3 separate regions of the Mus musculus genome follow, and all the other regions are linked to region 3. A link is a contact called in public promoter capture Hi-C data. All regions are on one chromosome and are shown on one strand. Each heading gives the region's core, a stretch centred on a gene start, on an enhancer-like site or on the middle of the called end of the contact. The rest is flanking DNA. Distances are from core to core; before and after follow the strand shown. Region 1 holds the start of Zfp39 (zinc finger protein 39). Region 2 holds the start of Fam183b (family with sequence similarity 183, member B). Region 3 holds the start of Mrpl22 (mitochondrial ribosomal protein L22).

Evidence for each region. Promoter capture Hi-C pulls out the DNA fragments that hold promoters and counts their contacts.
Region 1: a promoter capture Hi-C map of hematopoietic stem and progenitor cells shows a contact between it and region 3. The contact joins the promoter of Zfp39 here to the promoter of Mrpl22 in region 3. A contact is called at or near these places in 10 of 39 promoter capture datasets (the C10 cell line, cranial neural crest, embryonic stem cells and 7 more), 1 of 484 Hi-C or Micro-C datasets (pro-B cells) and 5 of 115 datasets of contacts at active chromatin or transcription factors (bone marrow-derived macrophages, embryonic stem cells, large pre-B cells and 2 more).
Region 2: a contact with region 3 is called in a promoter capture Hi-C map of hippocampal neurons, with 3 times the contacts expected there. The contact joins the promoter of Fam183b here to the promoter of Mrpl22 in region 3. A contact is called at or near these places in 6 of 39 promoter capture datasets (cranial neural crest, embryonic stem cells, hippocampal neurons and 3 more) and 1 of 115 datasets of contacts at active chromatin or transcription factors (the SCID.adh cell line).

What each region holds. Positions count from the first base shown.
Region 1 is chr11:58,902,619-58,905,541 of GRCm38.p6, reverse strand. It overlaps Zfp39 (zinc finger protein 39), which reads left to right and starts at 1,317. Exons shown (of 5, transcript NM_011758.2): 1 at 1,317-1,427; 2 at 2,635-2,799. The coding sequence starts at 1,425. Gm12257 (a long non-coding RNA gene) reads right to left here and starts at 1,196. Exons shown (of 4, transcript XR_879896.2): 1 at 1,027-1,196; 2 at 47-253.
Region 2 is chr11:58,800,250-58,803,369 of GRCm38.p6, reverse strand. It overlaps Fam183b (family with sequence similarity 183, member B), which reads left to right and starts at 1,410. Exons shown (of 4, transcript NM_029283.3): 1 at 1,410-1,609. The coding sequence starts at 1,477.
Region 3 is chr11:58,170,256-58,173,309 of GRCm38.p6, reverse strand. It overlaps Mrpl22 (mitochondrial ribosomal protein L22), which reads right to left and starts at 1,646. Exons shown (of 7, transcript NM_175001.5): 1 at 1,597-1,646; 2 at 1,468-1,516; 3 at 160-277. The coding sequence starts at 1,624.

The sequences.
Region 1 (2,923 bases), core at 68-2,567, 730 kb before region 3:
CCGCAGACTCAGGGAAGTGTTTGAACTGACCGAATGGGAAATTTACCTAATGCCGCTGGTGGATGGGGCCTGGGGGGCTGAGAGGGGAGGCGCTGAGCTATCCGTGAGTCAGAACGCCAGTCTGCTGCAGATGGACTGGAGGTGAAGGATGGGTCCCAATATGGCTCAGACCCCAAGGGGGTGCACAGACAGGAGGAGGAGCCTCTTCAGGTCAGGACACCATAAATGTTACAGTTCCGAGGGGAAAAGTGTCCTGGCAGATGGGAGCCAAAGAACAGCACAAAGTCACACCACACAACAAACCTCACAACAAGAGATTTATTCGGACAAAACACAAGTAGGTAGCTGCCTCTGCTCTGGAAAGAAGTAGCAAGGAGCAACGGAGCTGGAGGTGGACTTTTTAAGGGGTTTCTTGGGGAAGGGGGCGGGCACAGAGCTTTCCAGGATGAGGATTGGTGGGATTTGAAGTCCGGATCTTGGGGCAAGCTCAGGGGTTGGTGAGATTTGAAGTTCTGAGCTTAAGGGTTTTTTTTTTTTTTCTTATGGGGCGGAGCTTAACCTGCAGTTTTGGCCTATAGAACGTTTTGTAGGTGGAGCCTAGTGGTTGGAGGGCCTCAGGGGCAGGGCCTGGCCACTGGGTGCTCTTTGAGGGGCTTATATTTCCTATTAATACAGTCAGATTAATTTTTCAATGTGAATTCCAGGAAAATTTAAATGACAATGTGTGTCACATTTTATTTGTACTTGACATTCTCGTTAACAGATAGTTTCTATTTGATTTCTGTCAGCTTCTCTATTCAAAAGTTCTGGGGCCAAAGATCAAAGACAAAACACACACACACACACACACACACACACACACACATACATACACAAGAAAACGTTATTTGAAATTTAAAAATAATTGTCATCGTTTTCTTTACATTTGTGAATAATATATTCCTATGTACAGTTCATAATTCACATGACATAATTCACATAATGAACTAAATGCTAATCTCGTCATCCACCTGGAGTGAGCTTTACCTTCGGACAAGGGGAGCATAGCGGTCAACTCATGTAATCTCAGCGCTTTGGAGCCCAGGCAGAGGGACTGCCATGAGTTCGAGGCCAGCGTGGGTTTGTCTTGAAAAACAAAATACAAAACAAAACTGAAAATATTTCGCAGCAGCCACTTTTTGGGGTAGTCTGCCTTTCTCAAGTCATCGATTGGTGCTATCTGTGGCCAATCAAGGCACGATGATGGGGCGGGGACTGAGGGGCGGTCCAATCAGGAGCGCAGCCCGGGCACAGGGGCGGGCCTTGGCGGGTTCGCTAGTTCGCGGGGGCTTTGTCTCGCGCCATCTTTACATTTGATCGGTCAGTTGAGCTGGGGTGTCCGGGTGCCTCAGGCCAGTCAGCTGCCGGAGGCGGACGGGGGCGCCATGGTGAGTGCTGCCCGCAGGAACCGGCAGGGTTCCGGTTTCCTCCGCTTTGCCCTGTGCAGGCGGTTCGGCTCTGCGAGGCCTATGCAGGGCTGAGCCCACAGGCTGTCTCCCTAGGTCTTGACGTGGCTGAGCCGCCACACTCCCTGACTCTGCAGGGACACTTGTCCTCAGCCGCACTCTTCTCTTGGTCCAGACTCCGGTGCCACAGCTGCTGTGTCCGGTGTCTCACTGTCAAGCAGTGACAGCCCTGGATGCTGGAGCAGCCTGAGGTGTGGCGTGAGCCTGGGCTGGGGCATCTCCTGGCCTCCGCATTATCAGCAAGGCTCTTACTGTACTGGCTTGTGTGGAGAGTGTAGTGAGAGAGCACGTGCAGCGTCTCTCTCTTCCACACTGGATTCACGTCCTTTGCCGTAATGATGTATCTGCTCCCTATGGCTCTGGAGACACCTATTTGTGAAGTGTATGTACTTGGTAACCAACTGTCAGCTCGATGGGATTGACTGCTGCCTACATTAAAAACACACTCTTGGCTGTGTGAGGGCCGTTCCAAAGGTGACATTCCAATGACTCTGGCCTCATGAGTAGATTAACCCCTGCATTACTGGTGGGGCAGAGTTGTAGGAAGTTAGTCCTAAGTGTGGCTGTGGGTATCAAAAGAATCTGTGCCCTTCTTTACAATGGGGCACAGAAAAATTTCAAACTCCATTTAAAATCCCCATTTCCCCTAACATCGTAAAATCTCAAATAGAACTCAAAACAGTTAGTAGAACAAGTCAGAATTCCTGCCTCTTTGACTGGTCTGTAGCTATAATTTACATTATATACCACGGAATCTATAAGTTTCAAGTTGATACTCTTGGAAGTGTCTTTCTAATACTATGTCATGTGGAAGGAAGAAACTTAAGTTTTTATAAATACTGTAAATGGTATAGCAAAGCTTGTGTCAGTACTTGGTGTGTTGTGATATTGTCTAACAATTGTTTTGAAGCATTTTCCAGCATTTACTTTTATGACAGCAGAAAGTTTGAATTGTGTACTGGGGGCACTGCATTTGCCAAGAGCACAAGATGACAGTGACTCCTTTGCTGGAGACGAGAGTGGGGTGTTGTTCCTTTGAATTTTGCTTTAGTTCATGTGTGGTTGCAGTGTGTCCGGCACAGAGGTGGCTCTAAGTCACTCACATGGCATCTCCAACATTGCTTTATAGAGGAACTTGCAGCCTGACAGTGTGGAGAACTCCTTGAGTCAACTCCCCAGTCGATGTCTTGAAACTAGAAAGCGTAAGAGAAGCTACAAGAAGAGGCCAGTCACCTACAGTTACTGGAGACGGACCCAGCGGAATAGAGCAAGAAAACACAAGGCACCAGTAAAGGTAAATGGGGAACTAGAGAAGGTCATGTATGTGCGTGTTATCTTCCTTATTCCCTTGCCTTATCTAGAAACAGTGGTATGAAATTATAAGTATGCAATGTACTCTTTATTTAAACATGATTTAG
Region 2 (3,120 bases), core at 161-2,660, 630 kb before region 3:
TGTGCTGGGGACTGGGAATGTGGTGTGAGGGTGGGGGGAGGGGAGAGGCGGGAGGAGGATGTGTCTCACCTTAGGTAGCTTAGGCATAAACAAGTACATTTAGTGAAGTAACTAAGTTTGCAATAAAGCACCAACAGAGAAGGACTCTACAGCCTGCTAAGGCTTTTGAAAAGCGATTGCATGTGAGCTCACATAAATGTGGGGTATCCAAGAGGCAAAGAGCCCAGCAGGCTGAGGAGAAAAGCCGAGAGAAAAAAACTATGATGTCTTCTATAGATGTGGGGGATTGGGCAGCAATGGCCGCACACCTAACGAGTGCAATACTGTCTATCACACATCGAACATTCTGGGTCATAAATGAGTGAATGGATAAAAGATCACACGTTTTAGCATCTGTGTTTATCTGCTCATCAAAGCCAGGGTGGATCCTTTCCCTACTGTAGGTTACTTATGGCTATTTAAAAATAAATCATGTTATAGAAGATGCTTAGGGGTTGAACATAGGAATAAAAAGAAAGGTGGTGGTTGTCAGTTGAGTGGGGTGTCAGAGGACAGTTGCCTAAGGGTGAGTTTTAGAGCTGGGTTTCACACTATGCCCCTACTTCATGCAGCTGGACCGGATGCTTGAGAATATCGAAGACAGGAGATCTTAGAAGATGTGCATTTTACCACAACCAATCATTGAAAGTAGTTGGGTCTGGTGGGGCAGGCCTATTATCCCAGCAACTCAGCAGGCGGAGGCAGGAGGATTGCAAGTCCAACCTCTGCCTGGGCAACTTAGTGTGGTCCTGTCTTAAAATAAGAAGGGAAGGGCTGGAGATAGCGCTCAGGGCTGAAGCAGCTTCGCAGCATGCAGAAGCGCTGAGTTCAACCCCTAGTGTTGTAAAAATAATGAAATAAATCATTAAGATGTCAAATTACTTAGGTTAGGAAGGGTAGTGGTCCTGTTTGTTTCCGTGTACCAGTCAGATTATTTTACTTTCTGTTTCCCCACCCACCAGTGTGCATGTGTGTGTTAGAGGTGGTTTTTGTTTATTTTAATTCTGAGCACCTACTTTCAAACCTATTGGCTCTGGCCCCTCCCCAAATCATCTCTAGGAAGCGACCAGTCATGCTGAGGTGCACGTTTCAGCCTCTTCTTCCTGGGTGGTCCAAAGAAAGGCAGCTCTTTCCTAGCAGCGCACAGGACACAGGGGTGACTCTAGATCCAGAGGCTGAATCTGGGTCTGAGGACATTGGAGGAGGCCTAATAGATACCAGCAGCCTGAGAGCTGGGAGGGGTGGAGTGGACAGAAGCCAGGGAAAGGCTTTCTGGGCAGGTGGTGCTCCGAGCCTGGGCGCTGTTGCCTAGAGACAGAAAGGACGCTGTGGCCTGAACACAAGAGGAACATCCGTTGCCTGGAAACTGTAGAAGACGACCTTTCTCCTGGTAAGGGCAGGGCAGATAGCTTGACTTCTCAGAGCAAAAACATGGCCATGGCAGGACGTGTGGGGCAGATGAAGAATCAGGATGAAGTTCACCAGAATCAGATCTTGCGGGAACTCTTTCTCAAAGAGCTACGGGCACAGAAGCTGTACACGCAGTATCACGTGAATCCCCTGCGCAAGGGTGAGCTGGCCCAAGAGGGTTGGGAGGGGTGGGAGAGCACGTGTCCTCTGCCTCAGGTTATCTCTTTAGAGTTCAGACAGCTAAGCTTTGAGGGAATCGCTCCCCTTGTCACCCCAGGCACAAGAGATACATTAAAATGCATCCAGAATTAAACATTTTAGATGTAGAATAAAGAGAGATGATTAATGGGGTAGTTTTGCTTTTCAAACAATTGCCCAGGGTTTTTAATGTCTGCTTTTTGTTAGTAGTTTGGTCTCTTCCTAATATACCCAAAGGGGTTTGTCTTTGTATGGTTTGTTATTATTGCTTTGATTTTTTTGCTACAGCCCTCCTTAAGACTTAGAAGTGGTGGGCTACCAGGTGCAGAGCTTGACCATCCTCCTCACCCTGACCCCAGCAAAGTCACCCCTCCCCCTGGCCTCCCATGGCTTCCCTCCTCTGGGACTTCACAGAGCTCTGTGAAAATGCTTCTGGGCCTGAAACAGACTTATGTGTCCCACCACCTCCCAGCTGCCTTCTCTGGAGCAGCTGGGTGAATCTCTCCCATCCTCTGCTGCAATGCTGGCCTGGTTTAATCATCCTGTGTAAGCAGTTATTCGGATACCACTTCACCTCATTGCACATGCTGGTCACCGCCATCCCACACTTCTCCCAATTAACATCTGCACAGCCCAGTAAAAGGTCAGAATGCACACACAGACCTTCTATCCATTTAGGCCATTCACCTTCTTTCCTTTTCTTTTTTTCTTTTCTTTTCTTTTCTTTTCTTTTCTTTTCTTTTCTTTTCTTTTCTTTTCTTTTCTTTTAGATATTTTCTTTATTTACATTTCAGATGCTATCCCCTTTCCTAATTTCCCCTCCATAAATCCCCTATCCTTCCCCCTTTCCCCCTGCTCCCCACCCACCCACGTCTGCTTCCTGGCCCTGGCAGTCCCTTATACTGGGGCATAGAACCTTTACAGGACCAAGGGCCTCTCATCCCATTAATGACCGACTAGGCCATCCTCTGCTGCATATGCAGCTAGAACCACGAGTCCCTCCATGTGTTTTCTTTGATCAGAATACCCAAGATACAATTTGCAAAACACATGAAACTCAAGAAGAAGGAAGACCAAAGTGTGGATACTTCCATCCTTCTTAGAAGGGGGGAACAAAATACCCATGGAAGGAGTTACAGAGACAAAGTTCGGAGCAGAGACTGAAGGCATGGCCATCCAGAGACTGCCCCACCTGGGGATCCATCCCACAAACAACTACCAAACCCAGACACTATTGCAGATGCCAAGAAGAGCTTGCTGACAGGAACCTGATATAGCTGTTGCATGAGAGGTTCTGCCAGTGCCTGACAAATACAGAAGTGAATGCTCACAGTCATCCATTAGATGATGGAGCACAGGGTCCCCAAGGAAGGAGCTAGAGAAAGTACCTAAGGAGCTGAAGGGGTTTGCAGCCCCATAGGAGGACCAACAATATGAACTAACCAGTACCCCCAGAGCTCCCTGGCCATTCAC
Region 3 (3,054 bases), core at 397-2,896:
CGTCAATCCCAGCACTTGGGAGGCAGAGGCAGGCAGGGTTTTGTGAGTTCAAAACCAGCTTGGGCTAAGTGCTGAATTCAAAACCAGCATAAGACCCGACTCAAAAGAAATTAAAAATAGATTTAAAAACTAGGGGATTACTTCTCCCTACAAACTTACCGCTGGTCTCCGAGGTTCGCCAGGCAGTTGAGGTGGGTAAACAATCTTATTCTTCTTCTCCCATTTGCGAGAAATGTCAAGAGAAGCACTCGTGTGGATGCACGACGGGGGTAAAACCCTGAAAGGAAGGAAGCCCATAAGACAACAGAAACTTGGACCTCTCTGCCGTTCTGGGAGCCACGTCACCACCACCCTTATCCAGACACTACAGAGCTGGCTCGTCTCCCATCCAGATACACCTGCAATCTCTAGGCCTTCAAACTTTCTTCTCCAGTTTGAATCACTGGTGTTTACATTTTACATAGTTAAAGCCAGCGGCACACTGTCACTTCACTGGGCCTTGGTTTTCATGTATGTAAGAAAGAGGAAAGAGGCAATGTCTCTAAGGCCTCTAACATCATTTTATATCATCACTCACAGCAGGGTGACAGAACCATAAGCTGCTCAACTCTGACTTCAATCTTTCAAAGAAGCCATTAGGATAAACTATTAAACAAGATTTTGTGAGCGTGAGGTACCTACTGTCTGCCATCCCTTAGAAACTGCCTTGCATTTCTCAAAACCTCAATACAGATTTGGCAATCAATATGGTGTCTGGTAAATTAAGTATGCCATGAATTAACAGTGACAAAGTTTCATGAATACTTACAGGTTTTATGAATACTCAGGACTGAAATGGGTTTTAAACGGAATCAAACAACTATAATTATATTATGTCAAAATATTGCTCCAAAGAAGCAATTCATTTGCAAGTACTATATATGTAATCGAAACTTCGGATGTACCCTACGGATCCATGCCAGTGCTAACTCAACTGCATAGGGACGCTTGTGTCCTAGCAGGACAGTGCATGGCCTAGGATCCCAGCCTCTGACTGGTAAGCAGAAGCCAGACTGACTTATGGCGAGACTCAAACAAACAAACAAAAGGCTTTCTCGAGAGGCTCCAGAATGTTCTGCAGAGCAAAAGGCTCAAACTCCAGTTGCTGAGAAACAACAGCGAACGAATGTACAATGTCAGGCAAGCCTCGAGTCTCCAAACAGTCCTTGCCCACGGCAAGTGAATAAAGAAATAACCAGGAATGTTTGTTGGTATAGCACACAAAGTCGAAGATTCGAATCGTGCCTACGGAATAGGGAGAGGCTGGTCAGAAAACACCGAGAGGAGCCCCCGGAGGCAACAGTCTCTATGGGGTTCTGGGTCGGGCCGCCCTCCACCTGAGGCCGAAAGTACTGCCTGGCACACAAGTGCACTGTGATCGATGCAGATCAGGCGCAGCCTGCAAGATCTTCGTGGCAGGACTCTTACCGCAGCGTCTGCGTTGCCCAGATCCTCAGGTTAGGTACCCTCAGTGCACCTGCAACGTGAATACGAGCTGTCAACTTCGATTCTCTTTATCTCCTCCTTCCCAAATTCTAAGAAAGACTCAAGCCTTACCCAACTCTCGCAGTAGTGCGGCCGCCATGCTGAGCCCTACGGAAGCCTCCGGGATCAAACGCCGGCTGACTATACGCATGCGCAGTCCGAGGCCGGCTTCCGGGACCGGAAAAGTCAGAGTGCGTTGTCATGGAGACCAGGAATGCGTCGTCCTTGTGAAAAGTCTGGTCAGAGCAGTCTTTCTTTGGAGTGAATGACCTCATAAAGACTGAAAATCAGAAAAACTGTGACCTCACCTCATAACAGCCTGAAAAGGGCAGGAGAACCTTTTAATCCTAAATATTTAAGGCCAAAGATACAAGAAAGACCACTGATCCAAATCATAATGGCCAAGTTAATTAAAGCAAGCAATTAATTAAAGCAAGCTTTTTTTATTTGCATACAGGAACTGCTTCCCCCTAAAGCAACGTTTGAGAAGGCAGCATCGGATATGAGGAAGACAAGGTTTCTATAGCTCAGGGGTTGGGTGTTTCCAAATGGATTTGCTAGGTGGAGGTTACAGGAGCAGAACTAGAACAGGAGCTGACTAATAAGTTAGTCCCATAAACAGAAACAGACTAGCAAATTGGTCATAACCACCTCCTGAAAGAAAGTTATGATCACAAGGTGGTCCTAAGAAGGTAGTCATAAAAACCTTTTTTTTTTTTTTTTTTTTTTGGTTTTTTGAGACAGGGTTTCTCTGTATAGCCCTGGCTGTCCTGGAACTCATTCTGTAGACCAGGCTAGCCTTGAACTCAGAAATCCGCCTGCCTCTGCCTCCCGAGTGCTGGGATTAAAGGTGTGGGCCACCATGACCGGCCATAAAAACCTTTTGAAACAAAGGTAGGATTAACAAGATGGTTTTGAAACAAAGACACAGTTGCCATTTTCTGGAACCCACAGAACCATGTATAGTTAAGATTACAGGTGTGGCATAGCCCAATCAGTGAGAAATGGAGGTTTAATCATAAACAGGAATGAATCTAGTTTGCCTCTACTATAAGATACCTTTTGGGCTGGTGAGATGGCTCAGTGGGTAAGAGCACCCGACTGCTCTTCTGAAGGTTCGAAGTTCAAATCCCAGCAACCACATGGTGGCTTACAACCACCCATGATGAGATCTGACTCCCTCTTCTGGTGTGTCTGAAGACAGCTACAGTGTACTTACATATAATAAATAAATAAATCTTTAAAAAAAAAAAAGATACCTTTTAAGCCTAAAATGGAGGCAGGCTGGTTCATCAAACTCTGTCTTCAGTGGGCCTCAGGGTTCTTGTTAAAAATGACTGTAACATCAGCATGTGGGAGACTGGTGTTAAAGAACCACCATGTTACACAAGCCGGGCTCTGTCTCAGAGAAAAGGAGCCTGGCGTAGCACCACATGATGTAATCCCAGCGTATGAGAGGCTGAAGCAGGAAGATCTCCACCAGTTTGTCGCCCTGGGCTGCAAATTCCAGGCCAATCAGAACTACACAGT